2 separate regions of the Mus musculus genome follow, and region 2 is linked to region 1. The links are chromatin contacts, called in public Hi-C maps. All regions are on one chromosome and are shown on one strand. Each heading gives the region's core, a stretch centred on a gene start, on an enhancer-like site or on the middle of the called end of the contact. The rest is flanking DNA. Distances are from core to core; before and after follow the strand shown.

What was found. Hi-C and Micro-C count contacts between places; a contact is called where the count stands out from the background.
Region 2: a contact with region 1 is called in a Hi-C map of liver, with 3 times the contacts expected there. The contact joins two enhancer-like sites. A contact is called at or near these places in 1 of 15 datasets of contacts at CTCF or cohesin (the NIH/3T3 cell line), 5 of 484 Hi-C or Micro-C datasets (bone marrow-derived macrophages and liver) and 3 of 115 datasets of contacts at active chromatin or transcription factors (CD8 T cells, memory CD8 T cells and microglia).

What each region holds. Positions count from the first base shown.
Region 1 is chr12:25,377,557-25,384,719 of GRCm38.p6, reverse strand. Gm36723 (a long non-coding RNA gene) reads right to left here. Exons shown (of 12, transcript XR_001780577.2): 2 at 2,253-7,163. Among named protein-coding and RNA genes, the nearest start is that of Gm36723, 25 kb to the right of the region's middle. Within about 2 kb of position 2,974, at least 13 of the 459 cell types and tissues checked have an H3K27ac peak or open chromatin away from gene starts, as enhancers often do. A contact at or near this core is called in liver, where this site is marked.
Region 2 is chr12:25,230,240-25,237,402 of GRCm38.p6, reverse strand. No RefSeq gene overlaps it. Among named protein-coding and RNA genes, the nearest start is that of Gm36441, 24 kb to the right of the region's middle. Within about 2 kb of position 4,237, at least 43 of the 459 cell types and tissues checked have an H3K27ac peak or open chromatin away from gene starts, as enhancers often do. A contact at or near this core is called in liver, where this site is marked.

The sequences.
Region 1 (7,163 bases), core at 1,725-4,224:
GAGCTCCAGCTGTGCCAGTCTTGGGTTGCTTTACCTCTGAGTCTTCTTTTGACTTTGCCTCCTGGGTTTCTTTCCCTACAATGCTGAGTATGGACCAAGTGTAAGAGCCTCACTTAGCCTCATGCCAGACTTCAGAAGAGACTCCTCACACAGGGAATGAAGCAATGGACAAGTCTTCAGGTTTCCCTAAGAGGGATCTGAAGTCTGTGCAGGAGACTATACACATGCTAATTTCTCTTTCAAATGTCTAAGGACTACACTGGGAACTTGTACTTAGGCCTACTTTGTTCCAAAAGACTATTGGTACTAAAGCATTCTAGAAAATGAAATGGCATCCAGAGGCAGAAGCCTTGAGAGGACATTGCCACAGTGGGAACGACAAAGAGGAATGTGGGATGGTAATGAAGGCCTTCCTTAGAGGTTGCTTTCCCTCTCTGCCTCTGCCTCTCTATCTCTCTGTCTCTCTCTCTTTCTCTCCCCCTCCCTCCCTCCCTCTCTTCCTCCCTCCCTCTCTATGTTTTTCTCCCTATCTCCCTCCCTCTCCCTCACCTGCATTCTCTCTTTTCTAGAGGAGCATCTTCCTTGGCCCCTCCCCCTCACACCCACCAGGCCTGGCTCTTCTGAATGCCTCACCTTGGCTCTAGCTCTTATCTCACTGTGCAGATTTCCATCTGTTTGGAATGAAGGGTCTCTGAAGCTGAGCATGAATCTAATTGGTGTCTAAAGTTCAGTACAGTTCACAGCTGCTTCATACTAAAAGCTTAATGAGAAGCTAGGCATGGTGATGCACACCCATAACCCAGTTCTTAGGAGGCTGGGGATGTCTGGCAAGTATAGTGAGACTCTAAGTCAAAACCAATGTTTGCTGAATGAATGAGTGAATGAATGAATGAATGAATGAATGAATGAATGAATGAATGAATGAATGAATGAATGAGTGAATGAGTAAATGAGTGAATGAATGAATGAATGAATGAATGAATGAATGAATGAATGAATGAGTGGGTGAGTGAATGAGTAAATGAGTGAATGAATGGATGAATAAATGATGAGTCATCTACCAAACCTGAAGAAGTAGAGATGATTCAGAAAAGCACTCATCTGCTAGGCGCCTGCTAAGGGCCAACTCTGCTGCTAGATGGAGAGTCTTGGACTTCACAGAATAGGAGGACAGGAAATGGCCAAGCTTCACCCCTCTGAAAAGGCCCACCGCCTCACTTCCAAGTGCTTGTTTAATCTCATACATCCCTAGTCCAAGTCTCTTCTCTGTTCTCTATGTATATGGCAGAACAAGAAAACAGAGCGAATGCTGCTGTGGGCCCGCCTGGCCACTGAGGGCTGTTGCTAGGTTTCAGTCAGTAAAAATATCAGATTCCCCTCGAGAAAAGGTGGAGAAGCCCACAGAGCCTGATAACTTAGGAGAAGCAGGAATGTTCCCTAAGGTGAGGACTGGACAGAGCCAGACCAGCTCGCACAGCTGTGATCTCACACATAAGCCATGCAGAAGGGACAGGAACAGAACAGCTGTACACGTGGACAAAAGGTAGAAGAAAATCCCCACCACAGCAGCCTGCTGGATAGAGGGGCTGACACACGACTGGATGTGCCCCAGGGTGGTGCCAGGGACGTCTTTCCTGAGTGACCTTGTCTTCTAGGTGTTAAGTCAGGTTTACACAGTGAAGAACAATCTAGTGTGGCTCCTAAGTCCCCCTGAAGTCCCTCCATCACTCTAAGGTGCAGGAGCACAAGCGGCTTGTGCATTTCATTTTCTCAGCAGACATGGATTTTCAAAATGAACTTCCTGAGCGCGGGCTCTCACTGCCATTAGCACTGAGACATCAGGCCAATTCTTTAGCATTCCTGTACCTCAGCTCGCCATCTGAAACTGGGATAAGGCCAGTACTTCCCCAAGAGAGTTTCCCTTGGTGTTAGATGAGGTAAGACATACAAAGGGCACAGAATAGTCTCTGGCCATCAGGCAGTACTGTGTGTATCATGCTCACTAGTTATATGTTAATATAGGTCACAGGGAAAGATTATATGACCCAGTTAGCAGCCATCCAGTAGACAAAGGGAGAGAACACTTCCTTGTGTAAACCCAGTGGTAGCCAGCATGCAGTAGTGGCAGGTACATGTACAGGTGTGGCTGCACTCACACTGGGTATTTATATTGAAGTGGTGACAGTCATTTGCAAGTATTAGATAGCTTACCTGCCGAGCTTCAATAAGTGAAAACTGACAAGCCAACGTACCTGTGTTTGGGAAGCATATAAGACACCGGTCTCACTCTCAGACCCTCCAGCCAGTTCCTTAGTATGACTTGGAGATATAACTCAACATCTCTGGGCATCTGCTTCCTCTTGCAAAATATCAGGGCTTTCCAACAGAAAGGACTCAGAGAAGGACATGACATGTCCCAGTTCAATGACGCATGTCGAGCTATGCTGAGTTGCTTCCTGGGGTCTCAGAACATCCTTGAGAGTTGGTCAGATAGGCTTTGTGGCTCATCTATTCAGATGAGGTAAGGATCAGAAGTCATTGGCCCAAGCTTCCAGGGTATAGCAGAATTAGTGATTAAGTTTAGGTCTCTTGGCCCTTGGAGCCTAGAAGACTCACCACAGCAAGTCCGAGTGAGTGAGCTTAAAGAAGGGAAAGGGGATTACTAAGTTATACAACTAAACAAGCAAGGAAGGGAATCTTTCTAGCCCTCTCTGCCAGGATGTTAGGCACTTGGCCTCTATGATTGACAGCGAGCAGAATGGTATAGGGGTGGAGATTTTTATGATGCTCAGCCTTGTCTGGGTGGGTGGGGGGTTGTGGATAGGAGGAAGTTGCACTCTGGTGGCTTTGTGTAATAATTTTCCAAGGCTAACAGGATGTTTCTCTCTTCAAACAAATCTGATGTCCTTGTGCCCCATGGCCCTTGGAGCAGATCAGTTACAAAGACAACTTTGCCAAGACGGTCAGGCACATGCCTCCCCTTTGCAATCGACCTTTGGAAGCCTTTGATGTGCTGGCCACTGTCTCCCTCCCAGGGGCCCGTTTTTCTGGGCTCAGTTATCAAGTCCATTTTGAAGCAGTATCTTTTGAAAGAGGTTTCTTTGAAAAATAGTCATTTCAAAGAATATTTTCAGTCAACATTTCGACAAACAGCTGTACGAACATTGAAGTGTCTTCTCACTCCAGCCATCGGGCTGTCTGCCCCTGATAGCTAGAAGCAATCCAGGATTATCACAATCTCCAAAGTCTTGCCTAAGCACGGAGGGACAGTGTAGGGCTGGCGAGAGCACAGCCATCCCTATCTGCCCATTCTCTTGTTCCTTCACTACAGAAAGACACACTGAGCTCCATGCTGTACTCCATCCTAGAGAGGAATGAGACAAGTCCTGCCTCGGAGAGGCTTGCAAAATGCAAGGAAGAACAACACGATCAACACCCTTAAGACAAGCAGTTTCTAAAAAGGATGTTCAGAATATATTTGGAGACTCCAACAGAGAGATGGGTCGTCAGTGGAGCTGGAGAAAGATTCCAAGATGGAGACTTGAAGGATCAATGGGTCTCTTCTGTCCTGTATCTCTAGAAGGTGGCAGCCAGAGGTGTGCCAAAAAGAAAACACTACCTTGATGCCCTTCATGTTACATTCCCACTTACTACAGAAACTTCAGACTACTGATAAACACCGAAGAGACCTGGCTGAGGAGAGACAGCTGGTAGCATGTCACTACAAATATGAGGGACACAGGACCTTCAGGACAAAAGACAAAAGTAATACAATTATTGGGAAGCAATGGATTTGATGACGGTATCTGTTGCTTCTAGAATCCAAACTCTGTGCAAGTTTTCCAGTTGACTTTAAAACTGTGATGTTGATCACTAAGCTGCTCCCCCAGAGTTCTCAGAGGCCACTGTCTCCTCATGTGCCAGCTTCCTCGCTGGGATTCCATCACTTGTTCCCACTGTGCCAGTTCAAAATGCCACCCACCCCTTACTGAAATCACCCCCCATTCTTCTATCTAGGTTCCCTGTTATGAAAGTAAAGGCCTCTGCTTCCACTCTGCCCGAGTTCCAATCCCTTCTCTGCAGTATAGTAGTGGTTACCTTGAGCAAATCCTTATATGATCCTTCCATTTTCAGGCCTTCTGGGCTATGTGTGGACGCTCTGTCTCTTCAGCTAAGTCCTTGCCACCCATCTTCCTACACACACAACCTTCCTAGGATACCTTCGGGCTCTTTTGGCCCAGGCACCTTTGTTTTGGGGGATTTACCAACTCCACCCTCCTTCAAATACACTTAGACCTGGCTTAGGGAGATTTTCCCAGCCACCAAGAAAAGAGACTCCCTTTTTTGTGTCCCCCCTCCCCATCAGATCCTACACATGAGACTTGGAATCTACAATAAGATTATGGCTACCTGGCCTGGCAGCTTCACACTGATCATAAGGCATGATTCAGACTGCATGAGGATGACCCTGGCTCTGTCACCTGCTAGCTGTGTGTCCTAGAACCAACTGTGCCTCTGTTCTCTGTGAAGGACAGAGCGGTAGAATTAACCCGCATGTGGTTATGAGACCTTGGTCAACTTCACATGCAATGAGTGCTTAGACGGTCTCAGGCTCAGAGCAACTATGAAATAACTGAGTTGATACCAGTTCTAAGCCCTTGCTTGCTCTTATATGGACAGGGCTATCTGTTATAGCAAGTATGTCTGCTTGCTCCTGTCTACAAAAGTGTAACAGGTACTGGGCATGCAGTAATGGCTAAGTATCCCTTCTGGAGTAAGATATCCAAAGGCTAAATAGATTTGTAGAAGGCAAGCTGCCAGGCCCTTATTGCTGATGGTGTACTGATGAGGTAGCTAATTAGAGAAGGCCTTGACCAGCAGGGCCCAGGGCTCAAGGCGATGGGAGCAGGTATTCAGGAGCTATCACAGCAGCAAGAAACATCCCAGAGGGTGCAGAGGACTAGCTTTCTGTAACACACATCTCCAGTCCATTACCCTGTATTGGTCAGCTCAGACTACTGTAACAAAAATGCTACCTGCTGGACAGTTTAAGGTCTTAGGATTTCATTATCATGGCTCTAGAAGTAGAAAGCTCAGAATCTAAATTGAATGAGGTGAGTTTTGGGTGATAGCACCCCTACTGGCTTGTAGAGGGTCACCTGCTTGTCCTCAAACAGCCTTGCTTTGGTAAGTGGGTATAGGGAGAGAGCCCTAGTACCTTTTCTGAAGACGCAACCCCTTCTGATTAAAGCTCCATTCAAGGGCCTCAGTTAACCATAATCTATTCTTTACACCTCCAATACAGCCTACAAGGGGGATTAGGGCTTTACCATAGGAACTCAGAGGGGAACACAAGCATTTAGTTTGTGGCACCTCCTTGTTCTAGGCGCTCTGGCTCTTCATACAGGAAGAGCAGTCCTGCCCTTACCACTGCTCCTTGGCACAGAGAGCGGAACAGGGAAAGCAGTTTCTCAGCATGCCAGCTCAGCCTTCTGCTCCCAGCCTGGCTGCTAATGGCCACTTTGGTGTGTCCACCACGTCCGTCCACCGCCTGAGAATTTGCTTCTACACTGGGGACCTTATTAGCTGCTAACGGCTGAGCAGAGGAAGCGTGCTGAGGCCTTGTAGGAGCTGGCCTTTCCGCTCGAGTCTCCTCTCTGGGGTTTGTTTGGGCCACTGCACACTCTGAATTTTCTACCCAGCTTCATTTCTGTCAAGTAATTATTTACAAATTAGATTCCCAGGGAATACATGAGCCGAAAATGCAAGCACAATATATGTAAATAATAACAAAGGGGTTTCCAGTGAACTATCTTCCAAATGCCCACTGACATTAGGGAACTCCCAGACCAGCCCCAGTAGCATCCCTCCACCTCAGGGCATGCAACCAGCTCCAGGTCACTCTGCCTCCAGGGCAGACTTAGGGGGTAGGGGAGGGAAGATCATGGGGGGAACTCACACTATAAAAATGGCTCTCAGATGCTCACTAAACCCAAAGGCTGATGAAGCAAGGTGTTTTTCAAAGTGTCTTCTCAAATCAAAATCCTTGTACGCTCAAAGAAAGTGGAGTTTACCTGTAGTTTTGTTAAAGCTATAGCAACTACTTGATTTAGAATATCTCTTTTCTGTAGGAAAGGCCTCATCTTTGGACATCAGCAGCAAGATGTCACCAAATGGTCACCTTTCTTTCTTCCTCTGAAGGACTTTGGGATCTGTGCCCAGCTGAGAGATTACACTTGCCAGCCTCTCTCCCTAGAGGACTGCCCCATGGCCCTGTAGCCATGGAGGTGCAAGACGACTCGGCTCGTATGCAGCTCACAGGAGGTAGCAAAAGGGCTTCCAGGAAAGACAGGCAATACAAGCACACAAGAGGAGAACTAAACTCTTTCCCTCTTCCCCTTTCTTGCTCTCTGCAATTGGAGTGATGTCAGAGCACCCACTCATACTTTGACCAGGAGCTGACTTTATGACTTAGGCTAGGATACTGGGGTTGCACCACCAGAGGAGAGTGTAGTAACTGTGGAGTGCCCCACCCATACCGATATGAGCCATGCCAGCAGCAAACACGCCTCATTTCCAATCTTCCAGTGCTCGCTCACAGTCTCTAAGGCTAGCATGCACTTGGGGTCCAGACTTTACTTACAGGCAGCACTTTGCTAGTCCCTATCATCCACTCACTAATTATTTGTAACAAAAGCTTCCAAGAGGTAACTCTGTGGTACAACATTCCCAATATAGTTTATATTGTATCATCAGCCTTGCTGTCATTAAATTCGGAAGGTTCAGGTCCTGAGCAGGGCTCGGCCTGCTAGAATTTATGAGTGTCAAAGTCAGGAGTGTGGGTTTGGGCTTTCCTTTTTTTTTTTTTAAAGACTAGGTATTCTAAAGAGATGTGACTGCAAACGTATACAAACATGTGTGCATTTGTATATATGAGTGTGTGTCCGTGTGCATACAAGCATATGAACATATGCAAGTGTGGATGCAGTCTGTGTAGTGTATGCTGTGTGGGTGTATGCATATGCTCATATGTGAGCACATGTGCCTTGTGTATACATGTTTTCATATATACATGTGTATGCTTGCATCCATGAGCTTTTCTGGATGCCAGGATGATGAAGAAGAATAGACAGTTCGGAGAACATGTGTAAAGCTCTGGAGAC
Region 2 (7,163 bases), core at 2,988-5,487, 150 kb after region 1:
TCTTCAGATAGTCATTTAAAACCTAAGGAGAAGAAATTCCCTGGTCATCAGAGAATCACCATGCATGACAGTGATTGCATGAGAGAGTGGCCCATCAGGCCCAGAGAGGGGACAGAAAAGTCAAAGTGTCCCTGGGAAACTGACCTGGGAGGGTCCCTTCCAGGAGGAGAACAGCTACTTCCCAGCACTCAAGAGAATTTCCCTGGAGTAGAGTCACCCTTTGAGTGACTCAGTGGGCTCAGAGTGGAGAATGGGAGCCATGTTGCCTGGATAAGCTTGGGGTGGTAGCCTTAAAAAGACCAAGGCCTTGCTAGCAGTGAGGTGAAAAGTGCCCACCACAGGCCTGAGGGGACAGATCAGCATGAGAACACAAATTCAAACCCCCAAACCTACCTGAGGCTTACTGTTAACCTGCGAACGCCAATGTGACAAAGCAAGTGAGAGATCCTGTCTCACGGAAACAGCAAAGTGGGTACACTTGAAAAGACACTTGAGGTTGGCCTTTGGCCTTCAACCAAAACCTGCACTCATGTACATGTGTGGGTGCACGTGTGTGTATTCACGCATATATGCACACACTTACACACACACACACAAAGAAAGTTACCCCTAAATGGTTTCCATGAGTTTCTTTTTTTTTTTTTTTTAGTTAGGTATTTATTTCAATTACATTTCCAATGCTATCCCAAAAGTCCCCCACACGCTCCCCCACCCACCCACTCCCACTTCTTGGCCCTGGCGTTCCCCTGTACTGAAGCATATAAAGTTTGCACTACCAATGGGCCTCTCTTTCCACTGATGGCCGACTAGGCCATCTTTTGATACATATGCAGCTAGAGACACGAGCTCGGGGGGGGGGGGGGTACTGGTTAGTTCATATTGTTGTTCTACCTATAGGATTACAGATCCCTTTAGCTCCTTGGGTACTTTCTCTAGCTCCTCCATTGGGGGCCCTGTGATCCATCCAATAGCTGACTGTGAGCATCCACTTCTGTGTTTGCTAAGCCCCGGCATAGTCTCACAAGAGACAGCTATGTCTGGGTCCTTTCAGCAAAATCTTGCTAGTGTATGCAATAGTGTCTGTGTTTGGCGGCTGATTATGGGATGGATCCCCGGATATGGTAGTCTCTAGATGGACCATCCTTTCGTCTCAGCTCCAAACTTTGTCTCTGTAACTCCTTCCATGGGTGTTTTGTTCCCAAGTCTAAGAAGGGGCAAAGTGTCCACACTTTGGTCTTCGTTCTTCTTGAGTTTCATGCGTTTAGCAAATTGTATCTTATATCATGGGTATTCTTTCCATGAGTTTCTATGGAATCCTAAAAGAGTGAGCAGTCCCATTGTTATTTCTGACGAGGACTAACTCAAGATGCAAACTAGAAGCACCCAGGGATGTTCTTTTGCTAGTTCGCCTGCCAGGGGTGAGCACATCTGTAATTACCGTCCCCGATCATGGCATGCCCACACGCCATCCACCCAGCCCAGCCCCTTCGAGCTCATTCTGTTTCTCAGCTGCGAATTGAGCTTTTTCAGAAAAGAAAGCCAAAGGAAGTCAAAAGAAAGTTTGAAAAGAGAGAGACTGGGGCTCACAGATAAATAGTATCATTGCCCCGAACTCATTGTTTCAACCACAAGATTTTATTTGGAGAGGGGGAAAAAGTGTAATTATGTCACGGTGGATTGCTAAATTTCTTTGACTTCAAGCTCAATACTTTCTGCAAGATTTCACAGGTGAAATCCGCAGCCTTTAATTACTGCCTTGCGAGTTAAGAAAGAGACGCTTTCTTTCTGAATGGCTAATAACTTTATTGGAAGAGGTAATTATAGATCTGATGGCAGTGGTCAAAACCATGGAAGCCTGTGGACAGCAGCCTTCTGGGTTTGACCCTTGAAAGTGCTGCTGTAGGAGGTGCTGCCTCGGCGGGCCAACACTCTTGTTTGTTTGGATTTGTTGCGGTTTCTTATCTTTCCCCCCACTCTCTTCTTTTTAAGGGGTGGGGAGAGAAAACATTTAGAAATCGGTTCATTCCCTGGATGAATTTCTTCCCTTCCCAGAAAGTGAAAAAAAAAATGTCTCGTGTAATTGGACAGTTTGATTGGAGGCAGGTGGTGCTGAGCGGACGCAAGCAGAGCCACAAAGCCAGTTTTGGCTTCAAGTACACTTCCCCAGCTCCGAGTTCCAGCGCTACAGCATGGAAATTGGCTCCCCAAATGCCAACAATAAATTTAGTCCCCGTTTTTCTAACAAGTACCTTATCAGGAACAAAGATTTTTTTTTTTTAGAACACAGACCCTACATAATGGCAAAGCTAGCCTGGGACACCACCACCCCCTTCACTCCCCCACCCCCAGCCCTAGCCCCTCACCCGGCCTTAATTTCCCAAGGCATGATCTTGCTGCCACAAAACTGGGTGTAAGCATGAGTCTGGAAGCAATCACATACTATCATTTGAAAACACAGTGAGATTTTGTTTTTCTGGGTAAACTGGCCTGTGTGTTGTTCGTGTTGCTTTATCTTGAGCTAATATTTGCTTGCAATATTTTTGAGTAACAAGCCAATTCCAGCGTGGCTTCCCATCACAGATTGCAAACGTCAGTCCTGAGAAGGGTCCAGAATGAGTGGCAAGGGAATCAGCAGAAAGTGAATCCTATTCTTCTACTGCTTTCAGGCCAAGTCTGTGAGACCTTTCTTTTCTCAAGGGCTAGCTTGTTCATTTTATCCATCACCTACAAATCAGCCAATAACAGTATTCAGAGAGCCCCCAGAGAGGTTCATGGCTTTGACCAACCTCACACAGTAAGCCAGTAGAGAAGCCACAAACCCAGACACGAACTCCCCAGACTCTGACTCCAACTGTGTGTCTGTTAACTTCTCTGAGAAAATGCATGATCTGAAACTGCCATTTACAAGGCTTTCAGTAATAAAGAGGAGGCTCGGCTGTAGCTCAGTTTGTAGAATTCTTGCCAATATACATGGTGCCTTGGGCTTGAGCTTCAGCACCACAGCAACCAAGTCTATAGTCCCAGTTCTCAGGTAGAGACAGGGAGCCAAAGTGTAAGGTAACCCTCAGCCTCTGCTACATAGGAGTTGGAGACCCGAATGGGGAAAGACAGAATTAACAGCTTTATTGAATTGCCATCCTTCATACACCGTGACAAATCAGTTACTCGTATTTCTGCCCAAAGACATTTACAACTTATCAGACCCTTTACAGGAAGCAACCAAAGCCCGGACAACGTTGGGTCAATGGTGGTGGGACCACACCTCAATGGGACTGCTGCTTAGCTGCAATGTCTCTTACCTTCTATATGAGCTGTATCCTCATGTGAGGACCTGGAAGATGGACTTGAGGAAGCAGCAGCCTCTGGATCTCTTTGTCCTTCTTCTTAATTTGGCCACATTGAGTAAATATTTTTCTGCTTTATAATAACAATTATTATTATACAATAATTAACAGTCATTATTATACATTAATAAATAAATCTGTTACATTCCAGACTTTGGCGTGTTTTCTCACTCACTTCTGTCCATGCTCAGATTTTTTTTAATGCACTCTAAATTAGTTTTGATCTTCTTATTCAATTGCAGAACTTGAAAAACAACGTTCTCTAATCTCAAATGGATACAGGCAGAAACAATTTCTCCCCCCCCCCCCCCATCTGTGTCTTCTAACAGTTGGATAGCTGTATCAAATTATTCTATGAAAACTGGTTGGAGGGTTTGCTGAGAGCCTCTGAATTACAACACTCTTGCTTGCCCCTCCAAGCCTGCGGCTCATAACCTTGACCTTGCTCATGGGACTCTCAGAGCCTTAGGCTCTGCTGAAGACAGAGTCCCCTTGAGTAGCCAGGAAACTTTTACAAATTTCATTGACAGACAATATTCCCTAAAGGTTAGTTAACTGTTAACTAGTGGGAGGCAGCAAGGGTGAGCTTCTCTCAGCTTTTTAGACGAAGAACTCTTTTGCCCCCACGTGAACAGCTTCATGTGGCTGCTACTTGGTGGCTGATGGTGACAGGCAAGCACAGAGAGGAGGTGTCCAGCAGCCCCAGGAACATTTTCGCACTGATTAAACCTGTCTGAAGGAAGGCTGCATTTGTACAAGGAGTGCTGGCTGGGAGATAACTCAGAAATCTTGGCACTACTACAGAACCAATATTTTTACAGAGGTGACACCATCTTAAACAATGTCCCCAGTGTGCAGGCTACAAGTGGCCCTCTATCCACAGCCAGGAAGGGTGACTGTCCTGCCACCTCTTCTGAGCGAAGAGACTCAGAGGGGGGCAGGAAATAGGAGTGAGCATGCTAGGGGCACAGACAGGAAAGCCACTTCAGGGCTCTCATTCTGTAAGGAAGCCACCCCTATCCCCCCACCCCATGCCAATGCTGGCTTCCCATGGTAGAGACAGGCTACAGCGTCACCATCTCAAAGGCCAGATATTCTGCTCTATTTGTTTTTCCAAGCCTGTGTGGAAACAGCCAGGCACAAAGGCAACAGCACACTGTAGTTTCTCCTCCTGTGCCCTCAAGTTCCGGCACCACACAGACAGGTGCAAGGGCACCATGTGCCATGGCCTCCTCCCTCTTTGGCCTGAGCTCTTTCTCTGGAGAAGTGCCACGTGTCCCTCACTCTGTCAACAGCAACCTCCTTCTTCCTAGAATATCATTTCTTCCCAAAGCCTTTATCATTTCCCAGCAAAAGCAAAAACAAACCACACACACACACACAAAAGTGCCTGCTGCCCCAGTCCCCAGCATGATCTAGGGTGGGTGGTCCAGCTGGGGTGAGATAGAGGCATCCCAAAGTCTCCTTTTGTGCAAACAGGTGGGTAGGGAGCTGGAAAGTAGCCCAGGCCATATCACAAGGTTCTTGGCTAAGGCCGAAGGCCAGGGGACAGTGGCATCTGTGTATCCACTGTATTTGTTTTCTGAGCTAATATAACCAAGGCCCATGAATGGGATGCACAACAGATATGAACTCCCCGGTGGCTCTGGAGGCTGAGGACCACCTTCAAATCAAAGTGTGCCATGTTCCCTCTCAGGCTGTGGACACGCTGGGGACCCTCGTTTCGCCTCACCTTTAGCTCAACCTGTCTTTTCTTTTACTTCTTCAACAAGGTCCAATGAGCCATATTTTGACAAATTACATGATGTGCTGTCTCTTTCCACACGTAGTTAACAAACACTCTAGAATCACACCCCTTCCAGCAGACTCCAGCTCTTCCTTTTCCTGAAGTGTGCCAAGTTGGTTAATGTCCTGAAGCTGATGATCGTGTCGGTAAAGTAGTGAGATACAGAGACCAGTACTCCTAGAGACTGTCATTCACAGCCAGGGCCTGTCACATGGTGAGCAGTCAGTGTGCCATAGCTATTGATAGTCTCTGAGCTTGGACATTTTTGCAAAGCATCAGATGTAGGTCTAAAAGCACAAGAGAAAGTAAAACCTACTGGGTCCCCGCCACAGACAGGCTCTCCCTTTTGTTATTCCTGATAGGGGAGTCCTCAGGGTCAGATCACACACTAACTTGGGGGCAGGGTGTCACATGTGTCACATGAGGTAGGGAAAAGATGCATTTGAGCCACAAGGCAGCTTCCTTCCAGAAACTAAAACATGCCAATTGTCTCGGCACAGCCACACGAAGCTTTGATGTCCCTGAAGTCTGTACACTAGGAGAGAGGTCACCCTGTGCCTCAGGGATGGTGACTGGCTTCAGCCTCAAGGAGGGAAACCTCGGGCCAGGCAGCATCCTGTCTCCCTGAGGCATCCTCTCCTCCTCTTCTCTCAGAACATACCTGCCTCTGAGAGTAGCCTCGGGAGCCACATCCTTCCTCCTCCACATTCAGTCCTGTGCAAAGGCCCTGCCTCCAAAGGACATCCATTCTCTGGCCTTCTGCAAGGCAGGTCCCTGTTAGGAAATCTGTATATTTTCCTTTAACTCTTCAGCTACCATCCATCCTTCACCCACTACAATATCATGGCTCCATCTTTAGTGCACCCCTAGGCACAGGTACCCTAATAACACACAGAACATATATTCTTAGAAACAGAATTAGATCAATAAGCCAAACAGTCAAGGAAGAAAAGCCAAGGAGGGAGAGAAGGTGAGTAAGGGTGAGAGAGAGCTTCCTGGATTTCTGCCCTAACGCATCAGCCTCTCCATGCCTCGCCACGCACACCCACCCAGAACTTACGGCTCCTGGGTTTCCTCTGCAAAGACTGGTCAGGATGGTTTGGACTTGAGTATGTCTAAGCAGAGATTTGGTATTACAATGTATCCCAAGTGGGCCTCGACCTCCCAAGTGCCAACCACCCCCCATGCCCACCTCCTGAGTTCTCCTTGGCTCTCTCACTCGGCAATGTGTGGGAAGCCATGAGCACTGAAGCAGTAAAGCCTGGTGGTCAGACCGCAGCACAGACTTGGAATGAAGTCATAGAAGTCACAGGTCCAGTGAGGCCAAAGCCTCAGTTTTAACTGGAGGCCAGCTTGTGTGAGATTGTTGGGAGTCGAGTCTCAACTCAACTCAACTCAAACATAGGTCTACCTATGGCCGTGGGTGCTGCGTAGCTGTGTTCCTCCTGAGTGTCACACACCTATCCCAGGTTCCTCACACCTGTGTTCCTGCGTCATACATACCTCTGGTCCCAAATCCCACACACCTGTCCCAAATACTGCACACCTGTCGCCCTGGGTGCTGCACACCTGCATACCTGAGTCCCGCACACCTGTCCCGAATCTTATGCTTATGGGTCGTAGGGTCCTGCCGTACTTCAGGCTTGACATCTGCCTGATGGCCAGCCAGCCCTTTAATTAGAGGATGTATACACCTTCCCCATGAAGCCCCATCACAATCCCCACTCACTCGAGTCTCACCACAATTCTGTGAACTACAGATAGCATACCCATGAAGAACATGAGACCCATGGAAATTAAGTCACCTACCCAAGGTCACCTGGGAGGAAATGGCAAAGCCAGACCCAGGTCAGACCTTGGTCCCAGACTTCATATTCTGCCTGCTTGAGCCACTTAACCTCCTGATGGAAGAAGTTTCCACATGCTTGGGAGAAGTGTGTGTAGCCATACCACACTGGAGCATTTGAAGTGACTATATCCTTCCCTTTGACCCCTTATGTACCTTCCAGGAAGCTACCCAAGTGAAACATCCC